Linked DNA regions of Sus scrofa: region 1 is linked to region 2. The links are chromatin contacts, called in public HiChIP or PLAC-seq maps. All regions are on one chromosome and are shown on one strand. Each heading gives the region's core, a stretch centred on a gene start, on an enhancer-like site or on the middle of the called end of the contact. The rest is flanking DNA. Distances are from core to core; before and after follow the strand shown.

Region 1 (7,343 bases), core at 2,125-4,624, 460 kb before region 2:
TACTGGCCATAGACATTTGAGCCAAAGTGTGGGGTGGACATATTCTAGGCTGAAAGGAAGAGTGGGTTTGCAGAGGCTGAGAGTAATAGTAGGCAATAGGTTATGGATAGCACTATTGTCTCAACTCCTCATGTGAAGTGCCAGAGGATGCTAGTGGAGCTCTTCTGATAATGTTTGCTCAAATGAGATCCAGCTTGGGGTAGTAGATATCTGGGCTAACTGTACATGCATTTGTTCTTCAAAGCTATGTGGTGCTTTGTCTATGAGCTGCCAATGGAGGCTTATTATTTTGAAGACAGATTTGTAATTCAACCTATGGAATATTCTCTGCTTGAGAGTGGTGCTGAGGCACTTAGGTTATTGCAGCGGTCTCCTGTTCATCTCCCTGCTTCCAAACCTTCACCCCCACAACTCTATTCTCAACCATGTAGCTAAAATGATCACTTAAGAAAGTGAGTCAGGGAGTTCCCATTGTGGCCCGGTGGGTTAAGAACCAACATATTGTCTAGGAGGATGTGAGTTTGACCCCTGACTTCACTCAGTGGATTAAGGATCCAGCATTGCCGTGAGCTGTGGTATAGGTTGCAGATGTGGCTTGGATCTGGTGATGCTGAGACTATGGTATAGGATGGCACTGCAACTCCAATTCGACCCTTAGGCCAGGAATGTCCATATGCCCTGGGTGCAGCCATGAAAAAAAAAGACACACTGTGTCTCCTCTTCCCCAAAGCCTGCTATGCCACCTTTACTTACAGAATCAAAGTTGGTGCCATGGTCTTTTTGTGATTTGTAGGTCTCTCCTACAACTTCATCTTTTCTTACTCATCCCCTCACTCACTCTGCATCCACCATTCTAGTCTCTTTAAATGCAAGTCACATTCCTGCCCCAGGGCCTTTGAATTTGTTAGTCTCATTATTTAAAACACTGTTTCCCCAGATATTTGGAGAGTTCTTCAAATCTTTGCTTGCATGTTGTCTTTGCTTTAAGGCTTTCCACCTATTTAAAATAACACCTAGCCTTCTCTAACTCCTTTCCCTGCTTTATTTTTCTTTTTTCCCCATTTCCTTTTTTTTTATTTTAAATCCTCATTTACAATTTTTTTGTTGGCTGCACCTGCAACATATAGAAGTTACCAGCTCAGGGATTGAACCCTCACCACAGCAGTGACCAGAGCCATAGCAGTGATAATGAAGGATCCTTAACCCCCTGAGTCACCAGGAGCACTCCCTCCATTTATTTTTAATTAATTAATAAGCTCCAGGAGAGTGGGGTTTTTTCTTCTTCTGTTCTCTGCTGTATCTCCAGAGTCTAGAACAATAGGTGATCACTAACTGGCTCTTTGTTGAATAAATGCAAGGATATGTGGATTAGCCCCAAACCATATGATTTCTTGGCGTCGGTAACACGCAAATGGGCACTGCCCATGTGGTCCATGTCCAGAATGTGCAGAGCTATCCTGATTGGTGACTTGGTTGTTTTGCTGATGCCACAGAAAATATACCTTTGGATGGGCTCTGCTTCCTGGAAAACTCTAGTAGTGAGCAGTGGGGGTTTAGAGCAGCAGTGAGGAGCTGGAGGTGGGCCATTTGTTATGCTTCTAGCTTTAGGATGAATGCTATGAGTTCACTGCACAATGACTTGTCAAGCTCTCCTGGCCTAAAATTGTGACACATCATGATGGTCGGGTGTAAGTATGTTGTATTTCTTGCCCAGCACGTATTTGCTTAGAGGGATCTATTTCTTCATTCTCAGTCTATGAGCTTCAAGTAAGGTGGGTTCCTCAGAGCAGAGGTGGGCAAACTACTGCCCATGGGGTCAAGTCAAGCATGTTGCCTGTTTTATAAAAGCTTATGAGTTAAGAATCATTTGTACAAATGGTTGCAAAAAAAATCTAAAGAATAGCATCTCCTGATATATGAAAATTATATAAAGTTCTAATTTCAGGGTCCGTAAATAAAGTTTTATGGTAACACCACCATACTCATTCATATATGTAAGGCCACTTTTGTGCTACAAGGGCTAAGTAGTTATGATAGAAATCATATGACCTGCAAAGTGAAAAATATCTACTATCTAGCTCTTCATAGAAAAAGTTTGCTATCCCTTGCCTAAGACTGTCAGAGTATGATTGTGTTCCCATGATTGCAAGGCAAGTTTAGCACAAGACCCAGGATTAAAGATCTAGACCTTTGTGTGAGCAGTTGAGGAAGCCACTGCCTCAGGTGAGAACCTGAGGATGTCAAGACCCTTAAAGATGAAGTCCTAGACAGATTTGTCTGAAACCATTCCAGCTCTGGAATTTTCAGCTCTTGAAGTCAATACCTTATTTAAAATCTTAAATTAGCTAGAATTGGTTTTTGTTGCTTGTAGCCAAAGAAACTTAAGGGATAAAGTCATTTTGAAGAAATCCCGCTTTAGGTGTGGAGGGAACAGGATTAATTAGTTCCCAAGATCTTTGCCTTATGGTGAAAACAGCAGACACCTGGCAGAAGATGCAAAATCCATCCTAATAGCGCCCTCTAAGACCTGAATTTGTCCTGTTCTGGGAGAAATCCTAGAAGCTCAAGAGATGAAATTAGTGTCTAAGACTTTCACTTTTATTACATGTCTATGTCTTCCCTAGGTATAAATACCAGGGGTCTTCAGGACTTAGGATTTTTATATTCTCGTACTGGAATTACCCATATACTACATGCTTTATCTTGTATAGACGCTTCAATATCAAATATAAACTTACAGTCAAATAAGACTATAAATACATGTAATATTTTGATTTTAATATTTTTAGAAATTTAAATCTATTTTTTTTCTTATTAAATCCACACCCTGCCACTTAAGCTGCAAAGCATGTTTTTGCTTAGTAACCTAGGGAAAGGTTGTGACATGGTAGGAAACAAAATAAAGAAACCAAAGAGACCCACACCTTTAAAGTGATGGCACGCCTCTGGGTGTGGACAAATTATTTGCATGAAATACCACTTGTAAGGGTTGCTTTTTGCTTCTGAAGAAGGAAAGATTCTCCAGAGTATATACAGGAAAGAAAGGGAAAATTGAAAGAGAGAGGGTAATGGCAATACAAATGGATGGGCCTTAGACAGAGGGTTTCTGAACTGCTGGCGGCCTGGCGAGGGCATCTTTCTTAGGTTCTCTGACTGGACCCAGGAAGCTTTCTGCACCTTCTCTGGCCTCTACTATGTGGTGTGTGGGCTGCACTGCCATGCCTAGGTAGGCCTGGGTAGATCCAGGGGAAGCTGGCAGGGGTGTGTGGTGTGAGGGTGCTAGACGGGGAGATGAACTATAGCCCTCAGGCCTCCGTTTGTACTCCTCCTTCTCTCCCTCCATGGTACAGCCAGTCTGGCCGGCCCTGCTTTGACAGAAACCCAGAGAAGTGGCAAAATTCCCAGGTAGAGTTTTGAGAGAGAAGAGTTCTAAATTTATTGAATAGAATTTTCACGACCTTTTGCTCCTCCTGCAACATCAGAGTTTAACATGGAAATTAAATTGAGTCAAAGAAGACAATTTCTCGCAACCTGAGTTTATGGATGAAGATTGATGACCTTCTAGGTCAGATATATTTGTCTGTTAGTTTGGAAAATCAAGAGCTGACTTCACTTCTCAGTCATTCCAAGTACGACAGTGACATTTTGGCTGCACACCAGCAGCCAACAGCATGCAAGTGTTAGCACAGGTTATTTGTATTTCATGTTTCTAGATTTTGCTTCATTGCAACATTGCTGTTCATTTTGAAAAACTTTTTTATTCATTTGATTATGAGGTCTATTCTTGATTGAGAAAGGGTGAATCACAGGTTTCATTAGGAAGCTCTTAAGAGAGATTTTCATTTTCTTTACCATGGAACCAATGAGATAGTAGAACAAGAATACATTAATCTGTATAATTGTTTCCCTCCTCTAATACATAGCAGGTTTTGTGGAAATATTAACACAACAGCTGTGCTGAATAATTCTTCTTCAACCAAACAAAGGACAATGTGATTAATCTATTGTATTTCTAAAATCTCCTGTTTTTCTCATCCTTCACTCAGGGAAAAAAGGGAGGTGAGAAAACAGAAAGTGAGCTATGGTGAAAGCTTTTCACTGGCAAAGTAACAGGAGGCCCTCGATGTTACTTCTGGCCCAAAGGAAAGTAGGTGTCTTATGGGTCAGTGGTTCTCAATCAGGGGCTGTTTTGCCCACGAGGGTATTTGACAAGTTCTGGAGACATTTCTGGCCGTCATTTCTGGTGGGGTGGAGAAACGAGGAAGGGGTGCTATTGGAATCTAGTGTGAGCAGGCCAGAGATGCTGCTAAATATCCTACAATGCAAAGGAGGGTCCCACCCCAACAGAGAATTCTCTATCCCCAAATATCAACAGTAGTGGCAAGGTTGAGAAACCCTGCTCTTGAGGTAATCAGGAAAGGAGATAAGATTTAAACAAGTTAGTGGGATGGCAGGGTTTTTTCAGAATGAGAGGAGGCACATGGACATCTTTGAAAAACAAGGAAAGAAGAGGAAAGTATTTGAAGAGTTAGATAATTCTTTTATATTTGAGGCAAATTTTAAAGGGAGATTCTGTCTGAATGTGTGTATTCTTACCAACTTTTTAAGGAAAGAATAAAATTCCTTGAAATCAGTATTATGGTTGTTAAAATCACAAAAAGAAGACCATGATTATGTTTCACAATTTGGCGTGCTCATCCCATATGATAATTTATTTTTATGCTGAGTGGAAATAATGTGTAAACAAAACTATGGAAGTGGGAGAGCAGGGGATATTGTCACCTGGCTAGATTGTATAGACCAGTGAATTACAGGGGAAAAGGTATCCTGAGCATGTGGGAAAGGTCTTCAATGGCAATAATGGGGTTTGAGTTCACTCAGCAGAAGTGGGGTGAGAAGCAGGAAGGGGATGTATTAGGGTTCTCCAGAGAAACAGAAACACTAGGATATGTGGTTTATCTACATGTTTAGATATATATGCATAGAGAGAGAGACAGAGGGATTTTAAGGAATTGGGTCATATGCTTTGGAGGGCTGGAAAATCCTAAATCTCTAGAGCAAGTTGGGAAGCTGGAGATTCAGGTAAGAATTAATGCTTTGGTCTTGAGTCCAAAGTCTTGAAATTTACACAGAATTTCTGCATTTGGAGGCAGAATTTCTTCTGAGGGCTGTGAGAGACAATCTGTTCCAAGCTTCCCACCCAGCTCCTGGTGTTTTGTTGGCAATCTTTGGCTTGTAGAAGCATCTCTGTGAGCTCTTTCTTCATCTTCACACGATGTTCTCCCTGTGTGTGTCTGTGTCCAAATTTCCCCTTTGTCATAAAGACACCTGTCATATTGGATTAGGTCCCACCCTAATGACCGCATATGAACTTCACTAATTAACTTAATTACACTCTCAGTGACCCTCTTTCCAAATAAGTTCACATTCCAAGGTACTAGGGGTTAAGAGTTTAACACAAATTTTTGGAAGACACAGTTCAACCCGTAACAGGGCACTGCAGAGAGGAGAGACATTTTCTGAATTATTCTTGTACTGGCAGCATTGCACAGATTTCTTATTTTTCAGGGACCTCAGTCAGAAGAAAATCCTGCAGTAAAGGTAAATAGAGCAGAGTCTTAAAATATTTATAAATCTCTTTTTGCTATGATAATATAATATAAAAAACTACATTATAAAACAGAGAAAGCAAAAATGTTATATTGCTCACAGAAAGAATCAGTTTAGCAGTAATAGATACATCTTTACTGGAAAATATATTTTTAATAAACGTGGGAATCATACTCTTCTGCAGTTACCCCCCCCCTTTTTTTTTAAACTTTGAAGTGTATTTTGGACATCTTTTAATAATAGTATATAAAGAGCTATGGATTCTTTTTTATGAGTGACTAGTGTTCCATTGAAGAGTGTACCTACCATACTTGTGTAACAAATCGCTTAATGAGGACTATTTGTTTTTGTTTTTGTTTTCCACATTTTTAGTTTTATAAGAAATTCTACAGTCATTGTAATTAAACATGCATGTTTGTACACTTATGCAGGTATTTTCTCTTGGATATATTTCTAGAGGTAGGATTATTAAAACAAAGGGTGTAGCCATTTAAAATTTGACATTTCTAAATATTATACAAAATTTTTCTATCAATTTTTCCCATTAAAAATGTAGAAATCATAATGTTAGTTCCTACGTAGAAAAAAGTAAATAGGTCATACCGATACTGCTTTAATGACTCCTATATTAATTGAAGAGTAGGTGCTGTAGTTTTATTAATGTGCACTTATTTGTCCTTTATAGACCTCTGGTCAGAAAATCTTAGCTTATTGCTAAGATTTGGGCTTCCTTCCAGGAGTTTGGGATTAAATGCTGGTCACATCGCTACCAAAGTGTTCAATTTTATTCATCCATTTGTATGAATATTTGTCATCAAAATTGTACCTCTTATAGCCCACTATTTTATTTTCACCTTCTCAAAATGAATACAAAATGTATATTAAAACCATAATATTTGGTTACCATTTAAAATGCTCAAAATATGAACCCTAAGCAAGAGTGTATAGCCCTAGAAAACCCAAATAGTTTTAATACTTTTTTTCTGGACCTTCTTCTTAGCCCCCTGACGTGTGGGTCTCATGCCAAGTGTGAACTCCTTCCTACTGTTTTGTTTGGCTAGAGCCAAAAATCATGTCTTGCCAAAGGATTTCTAGTGAATTGAGTCTTTTGGAATGTGAAGGAATCCAGATCATGGAGGAGGTCTGGCTAGGGCTAGTACTCCAGGATATTGTCATCTCCAGTCATAATTTTCTAAAACAGCTTGCTATATCAATATCAACGTTATATCAGGCTATTCCACCAGCAGAGTGGACTTCAGCCATGGAGACACAAGGACCAGTGAGACTTGGAAATCCTGAGGTCTGGCAGTCAATTTCTAGGGGCCATTCAGAGGATACAGAATGCCAGGCACAGGGTCAAGTCTCAGAGCATGGCTGTAGAATTGGGGGCAGAGGAATGGAAAGCCAGTTTGGGTTCTTTTCCTAGGAGGCACGTTCCGTTACCACATCAAGAACTTTTACAACAGGGACCAAAACAAACTGGAGAGGGAATGGGTTTAGGTTCTGGAGACACTTACTGAAACTTCACATCCAGTGTATGACTTTTTCTGATTTGCTTTTTGAAACAAAGTCATTGCTGTCATGTTTTTCCATACACATCTGTTTTCTGTGCCAACTGAGGGGTGATGATATAGCACTTAGCACTTAAAACAAAAATGTGCTATTGCTTCTGTGAGTCTCTTCCAAGTTGTATCTCTTACCCATTCTGATACTGTGTTTATCTTACTACAAGG
Region 2 (7,381 bases), core at 2,959-5,458:
GAAAAATGGGTGGAATTTGAGGGGAATGTGTTCTAAGAAAGCTTCCTTCAGGGGGGGATACTTGAACGGAGTCTTAAACGGTAGCTGTGAATCAGCCAAACAGTGAAGGTGGGGAGGACTTTCCCAGCACAGTGAAAAGGGAGAAGGGCACAGTGTTTACAGCAGGACAGATAAACTGGTAAGGTTGATACAGTAAATCAGGCAGGCAATAAAGCTGGAAAATTAGGTTGGGTCAGATAATAAGAGGCCCTGTATTTCATTCTGAAGTTGATATAAAGCCACTGAAGGCTTTAACCATGATAATGACAAGAAAGACTCATGATTTCAGAGAGATTAATGTAGTATACTTGTAGGGGCTGGACTCAAAGGGAACATATGAGAAGGAAGAGAGAGACGAAACAGAGGGTGGCTACAGTGCCTCAAATAAGAATGTAATGCTTAAACCTAGGGAATATTGAAGGTCTAGGAAGTACCTAATGATATGATTTCAATAAATAGTAGGAGGTAAATATTCAGGGTCAGTTAACCCATAGGACAAAAGGAAGGGAGTGAGGACTGTTTCAATGAAAATTCAGTGATTAAAAAGTAAACTCATCTTTTTAAGGTTTGCTTTGAGGGAGGGATGATTATTATCAGAACATCTATCCTGGCATCTGAAATATAAAATAGATGAAACATTTTTCAGGCACGAAAAAGTGGAAGAGCACATCTGGGATTTTCTATCCACATCTCAACTGATACTCATTATCCTCGAAAGCCTTGTTTGCCTCTCAGATTAGTATTCTCTTTTCTAGATTTCAATGACTCTCAAAACAAACAAGCAAAGAAATCTAAGACATCATTTGCTATGTGGAATATTTTGGCATCAACCTATATAAGACCTTTTTGGTCATTTAGTCAACAGTGTATACTGAGATTTATTACGTGCTAAGCATTGTAGGTACAAGAAAAAAATAGACCGATACTCTGTTCAATTCGATTATCTCATTTTTCTCTGCATGCTTATTTGAGTGTTTGCTGATACCTAGTTATTATCATCATACATTGGCACAGTTGTTCTCAAAATGAAGCATGATAAGAATCAGTAGAGGGCTTGTTAAATTAATTTCCAGGGTCTTAATCCCAGAGATTATGATTCAGAAGGTCAGTCTGTGCAGGGTCCATGAATTTTCATTCCTAGCAATTTTATGCTTGCTACCAATATCGCTGATCTAAGGACCACACTCTGAGAATTATCAGTTTACAGCCTTGAGCAAGAGTAACTCTGATTTGTAAAGCAATGTAAGGTTCTTTGCTGTAGTCCTAAACCATCCATAACATGAAATTGACGTCAATGGGAATTTCACAGGCCACAAAGGTGTCACACTGAAGCCTTAAGTGTTTATGGCCAACCCCTCACCACCTAGCTCTCACCTCCTGTTTATCAGCTGCATTTCCCTTTGGGTATTGCTGTTGCTATTGGTCTGTAAGTTGCTGCAGTTACGGCTCTTGATGAGGTCAAATGGTCCCAGCTGGAGAGATTTGAGAAATGGGAGCAAACTTGCCTCTGTCTAAATTTCTTTTAGCCTGAGTTTGAAAGTCAAAGATTAATAACCCTGGAGAAAGTGTCGAGATTTGCCAAATATTACCGGACAGTGGGAAGCCTGCAATGGTCAGCTCAGGGGCTGTCATGCAGTCAGCCCAGACCACAAAAAAGATAAATGGGTAAGAACTTGTCTCATGGTAGCATTTTGATTTTTTTTTTTTTTTTTTTTTTTGCATTGTGAATGTAATGTTTTACCAAATGCCTAGCTTTGGATTTGTTTTTTTATGAATGGTTTCAAATTGTGGATTGCTTCAAGGAAGAGTTCAGCCCCTTCAGTTTGTTTATTCATGATATTCAGGAGTTTTTCCAGTCTTTGCTTCAGGTATATACTTTTCAGTCTCACATACAGAAAAATCAAGCAGGAAATTATTGAGTAATTCAGGTATCAAGTGAAAAGAGAGCAACGGGAGTAGAAAGAAGGGACAAATTTAAAGGATATTATAAAGAAAATGGTGAAAGACTTGGCTTCTTTGACAGGGGCGCTATGTGGGATGAGACGAGGTAGTTAAAATTAACACTCAGGCTTCCAACTCTTTTGATCTTTATGGCATCAGTTACATAAAAATAAGAATTGAGGAAGGATTGGTATAGGTCAAATGCTGAGTTCTGTCTCTTACATCCAGGTAGTAGTGGTGCAGCCGAGTGGAAGTGGTTTGAAGTTGCTGGAAATCTGGGACTCTAGTTGGGGTGAGAACAGTGGCTCAGAGGAGCCTGCTGGGACACCCCTGCCTAGATGTGGAAAATGAAGCCTGGGCCATGATGATTTCATGGAGAGAGAGCCTGTGAAGAGACAATCCAGGGATTGAGGACTGAACCCTAACAGTTCCTCTAGAAGCGTTCCAGATAAGTTCTTCTTGGATTTGATACCTTTGTGTATTTGGAGTTCATGTGTTGGTTAAAACGTAAAAGGCATTTCCTGAACACAGGAGAGGGTAGCCAATGGAGAGATACCCTGCATGCCTGATGGTGTGCCCACCTGTATAGAGAACACGGCTTCATTTGCATGGCACAGAGGCTGACTTGAGGACATCTTCAGCCCTCTCAGACAATCATAATAAAATAGTATGAAACAACATGCAAACTACCATTAAAATGTCTGTAACTTTCCTCTTTTTTTCCATATCGTTCATGCCCCATGATATTGATGTGGGGATACTTTCCAGCCCACATTTGAAAAGCCTCCCCTGAAGTTGCAAACCCAATGGTTTGGAAGAGAGATTTTAAATAACTCAAAATATACAGTGTAAACAAGCTGGCCTTTTAGTATGAAGTGTACTAAATTAAAGAAACCAGATGCTTTGGTTGGCTTGGAACAGCTGGATTATGATTGGCTCTCCTTCACTAACCATTTTCTTTGGAGCTCCTCACCTCTTTCTACTCCTCCTCTTCCTCCTCCTTTCTCCTTCTTGCCCTCTTCCTCTCTCTTTTTCTGTCTTCCTCAGCTCCCCTGCTCTATCTGGTCTTTGTTTACAGACAGCCATAAACACATCAGAGGCAGGAAACATATCTCCCAAATATCCAATGGTTTCTGAAAATAGAGTTTGTGAATTTAAATTGTGTGCCTGTACTCATAAAAATTTGCTTACTGGAAACCTGGTGTGAGAATCTGAATCACACCTTCAATCATAGTTCTTAATGTGAAGGACTTTTCTATGTAACAATTTTATTTGACTTAAAAATTAAACATTAAAATATTCCTCTTTCAATCCTACTAACTGGGACATTTTATAGCGTCTCTAGGAAATCACTTCGATCCATAAATCTTCAACTTATTTATTCATATAAAAAATTCCCACAACCCTCTGAGAAAGAGGGTCAAACCCAAATATCCCAGTTCCTTAAAAGTTAGATGAACCTCAGTGAAGCTGAGTGGCTTCCCCTGACCCAGAAGCTTTTACTGGCCAAAGCTGTATTATCTCAAATCAGTTGATACCTTGGGAAATTACTTAATGTGGATTGAATTCCACTTCCATGTGAAATATCGGGAGAACCGTACCAGAAATGGACTTTCAGCTTGAACTCCGGGGTGGGATCTCCAGGAAGGAAAGGAAAGAACCGAAAGAGAAGTCTCACCACCTGAGAGATCAATCCTCTTGCCTCAGTGATTAATATGACTGAGAGTTGGGGGCAGTTTCATGTTTCTGAGATTTCAGATAAATACCAGTAGTCTCTGTCAGTAGGCTTAATCGTGGCTTAGCTAATAGAGGTGGTTGTGAAACAATTTGTAAATATAAAGTCTTCTGTTAAGTATTAGGTGTGTCAAGCAGTTGCCAGATACTGCCTCACAACTGTGAAATCCTATTGTGTTTTGACCAATATAAACACAATAAAAGAATGATTTTGTAAGCCGGAACATCTAAAATGTACAAGTATTTATGTTCTCCCTTTAGGGAGATTTTTTTTTTTTTTTTTTTTTTTTTGTGCTTCTGTAAATCAAAGCCTAGGAATACAACTGATTCCATATAATTGGTGGGGAGGGGTGGCATCATTTCATTTTATTTCAAGGAGGTGGAAAAGACACTCCACAAATTCTCCAAGGCCTCTTTTTCTGTCCAAAACATCCATCACCCTCTCCTCTTCCTTTCCCTCTGGGTCTCAGCTCCAGGCCAGCTAATGACTGGCCACTATGGCTTAGTTCTGGCACTTGCAGGACAGAGTAGAATGGGCACGGCACAGCCTGGAGATGATCATTCCAGTGTTTTTCCCACCCCAGTTAAGCCTGACAATAAATCTTTTCCAAAATGCGCTGTTATATTGGACACATTTCAGAGGATCTTAAAGCAGCAACTGATGCACCCAAGATGTAGGACCTTTTTGTGGGTGAGCCTTTGATGCCACAGTCTGACTTAGCTTCCCAGCCCTGAAACAGGAAAAGAAAAATACATCTACCACCCTTTCCTGCCGCATCATTCACTTCTCAGAAGCAGGAGAAAAAAGAATGATTCTTTTCGTAAAAACTACACACAGAGAATGCGTCAGGAAATTCATTTGTGTGTCTTGACTTTGCATACTTCTGCCAAAGGTGCTGTCCTAGTACTAGTCTGTTTTGAAATTTATGGGGATTTGTGAAAAGCAAAGGCAAAAACTTCTAAGCTGGTAGCCCAGTTGGTCTTGCTTTTGTAATTCACGGGGAGGCTGAGTGCTCAGAGAAACAGCTCCCTGCCTGGCTGACTTTCGGTTTCTGGAATCAGTTAACATCCCCAGGCAGATATGGAAATCTTGACTTTCATCAGTAGGATGCTGATTATCCAGGGGATGCAAGGCTAAAAACAAAGAATTGAGGCAAAATAGTGGAAAGAAGAGTCAGTATTGAAAGGGAAAGGGAATTTATGAAGCTCTCACCCTTTTCCCAGAACAGATGCCCATGTAATACTGGGAAGTGAATGTTAGGCATTGTATTTACTGCGTGTCTTTGTCCCACTTTCATCCCTGGCTTCGCTGTATCTACCTCACTGGGCGACCACAAGATGACAGAGTGAGAAGTGGCCTCTGCACTGTTTTAGAATTCATGTCACCTGCAGGTGGTTATTAAACTCTGAGCTTTGTGAGTTTTTTGGGTTATTGTCTTCAAAATGTTTGCCCCACATGCCTGTATGGTGTTGCTTTATCAGCCAGATTTCATGATCTCCTGCTGGGCTGTAATTGCTTCTTTTTTACATAGGTCTTTTTAATATTTGTCCAATGGATAGTTCTTCCGCAGCGCTTCCTAATAGGCCCCACCAAGATGTGTCTTTGTCCAAAGGGACCTTTTCCATTATTGTATTTTCTGTGTTTGGATTGTGTATCTGGGTAACCGGAGTTATAACTCCTGCACTTGGAGAATATTCTAGTACCCTGCACCTCTCTGAATAGTCTGTACCAGTCTTCCGAATCTCCTCTTACACTGGTTTTCCTTTCCAGATCTAGCACGATGCAACTTATACTTTCACTATTCAAGTTCACTTCTTAATGACTTTTAAATCTCTCTCTACGCAATCTGCTTTTTTCCTTCACTCTTCTTCTTTAATTCAATTTTGGCCTCAAATTGCAACTTTTCAAAAAGGCACGTATCACCATATTTGGTATATATGGAAATCCAGTACCTCTTTTGCCAACCGACACATCCGCAATGATTTACAGAAACTTTGACACCAGCCTGACCGTGATCATGCCTTTCATCCTAGGGTGATTTGCTGTTGCATCTCTTTTGACTAAGGATTGAAAATGCAAAGATTTTACTCAGAAAAAAAGCATAAAATGGAAAGTACTGTTATTAGAGACACTCAGCAACAGCTTGAGAACGTCAGCAACTAAAGCCGTGCGCAAACAGCGCCAAGGTGGACGGGGCAGCTGCTATGGAAGAATATTGAGAAGCCAGCTGTTATTCCCATTGGCACAGGAATGTGCCAATCACCGCCCAAACTGCAGGAAGCCTGGGCCAGGTTCTGGGGGAAAGTGCTCTGCCATGCCAACTAGAAAGGGGCCCCATCGTTTCTATGTGTCAAAATTATATCTGCAGTTATTTATGTCCTTGCATTTCTTCAACCACTGGTTCTCCTTCATTGGTCGGGATGGGGAAGAAAGAATACTGAGGAAGGGAAACATCAATCTCTCTTTCATTTTACGTTGTTATAACAAATAATTTTATGGTTAAATATTGATTATAATCTGGCTGGGCAAACTTGGTAGATGAATGGTGCAGACACAAATAGATATAAGTAAATTTCAGAGGGCCACTGATGCACTGTCCATACAGATCAATGCATTTTTATCAAGCTCTCTAGCTGGGAACCAGAAATTTTGTCTAACAAAAAAAATAGTACTTCAAAATTTCCCTAGGAAAAAAATTTTTTGCCTCCAAGCAGAGAGAAAAATACATTTTCCTTTAAGTTTGCTTACCATAAAGTAAGAAGAGCAAGAGACATTTTCCCCTAAATTTTATTCAGACTTGGAATTTAAGTCAGTTCTCTGAAAATGAGGCCTCGTTAACTTTCAGTTTGGCTGTACGTAAGCAGTTCTTTGAGATCTGAAAGCATTAACTTAGACAAACTTTTAGAAAGTAATAACTTCATGTCCCTCCTTTTCAGTATGTCTAAGGCATGCCAAGCTTCCTCATTAAATAGTAGAGGCTTCTCCAAAAGGGCGGTGAAAAGGAATCCTCATATATGCACACGCCTCCTTTGAGAATATATACATAGGCATATTCCTAGTTTGAGGGCAATTTGTTCTTCTCTCTGTTTGTTTAAATTGTAATGCAGTGTAAATTGCAGCAAGCAGAGTTATGTTCTACAACTGAAATTGGTAAATCTTTTGCCCATAGAACTATCTCAGAAATTTAAATAAATAAATAAGCAAAACAATTATACTTTCCATGGTTTCAACCAGTCAGTCCTGGGTGGGGGAAGTCTTTTCTCTAAATCACAGAAGGACAAATAGACAGTCAGTGGCAGTTCTGTGGAGCGATCCACCCCATTGCCTGTACACCAGTGTCCACACGACCTGAAGTTCAGTGTTATTCTTTTTTTTTAACTTTTTAATTAATGTATAGTTGATTTACTGTGTTGTGCCAATTTCTGCTGTACAGCAAAGTGACCCAGTCATTATGTGTGTGTGTGTGTGTGTGTGTGTGTGTGGTGTGTGTGTGTATACATTCTTTATCTCCTACTATCTTCCATCATGGTCTATCCCAGGAGATTGGCTAGAGTTCCCTGTGCTATACAGTAGGACCTCATTGCTTATCCATTCTGAATGTATTAGTTTGCATCTACCAACCCCAAACGCCTCGTCCATCCCACTCCCCCCGCCCAGCCCCCTTGG

Evidence for each region. HiChIP or PLAC-seq counts read pairs in DNA pulled down with a chosen protein or histone mark.
Region 1: an H3K27ac HiChIP or PLAC-seq map of skeletal muscle shows a contact between it and region 2, with 6 times the contacts expected there. The contact joins two enhancer-like sites. A contact is called at or near these places in 1 of 47 Hi-C or Micro-C datasets (fetal heart ventricle) and 1 of 2 datasets of contacts at active chromatin or transcription factors (skeletal muscle).

Annotation. Positions count from the first base shown.
Region 1 is chr1:28,530,747-28,538,089 of Sscrofa11.1, reverse strand. No RefSeq gene overlaps it. Among named protein-coding and RNA genes, the nearest start is that of AHI1, 32 kb to the left of the region's middle. Within about 2 kb of position 3,374, at least 4 of the 83 cell types and tissues checked have an H3K27ac peak or open chromatin away from gene starts, as enhancers often do. A contact at or near this core is called in skeletal muscle, where this site is marked.
Region 2 is chr1:28,068,253-28,075,633 of Sscrofa11.1, reverse strand. All of the region lies in intron 3 of PDE7B (cAMP-specific 3',5'-cyclic phosphodiesterase 7B), which reads left to right. Among named protein-coding and RNA genes, the nearest start is that of MTFR2, 160 kb to the right of the region's middle. Within about 2 kb of position 4,208, at least 9 of the 83 cell types and tissues checked have an H3K27ac peak or open chromatin away from gene starts, as enhancers often do. A contact at or near this core is called in skeletal muscle, where this site is marked.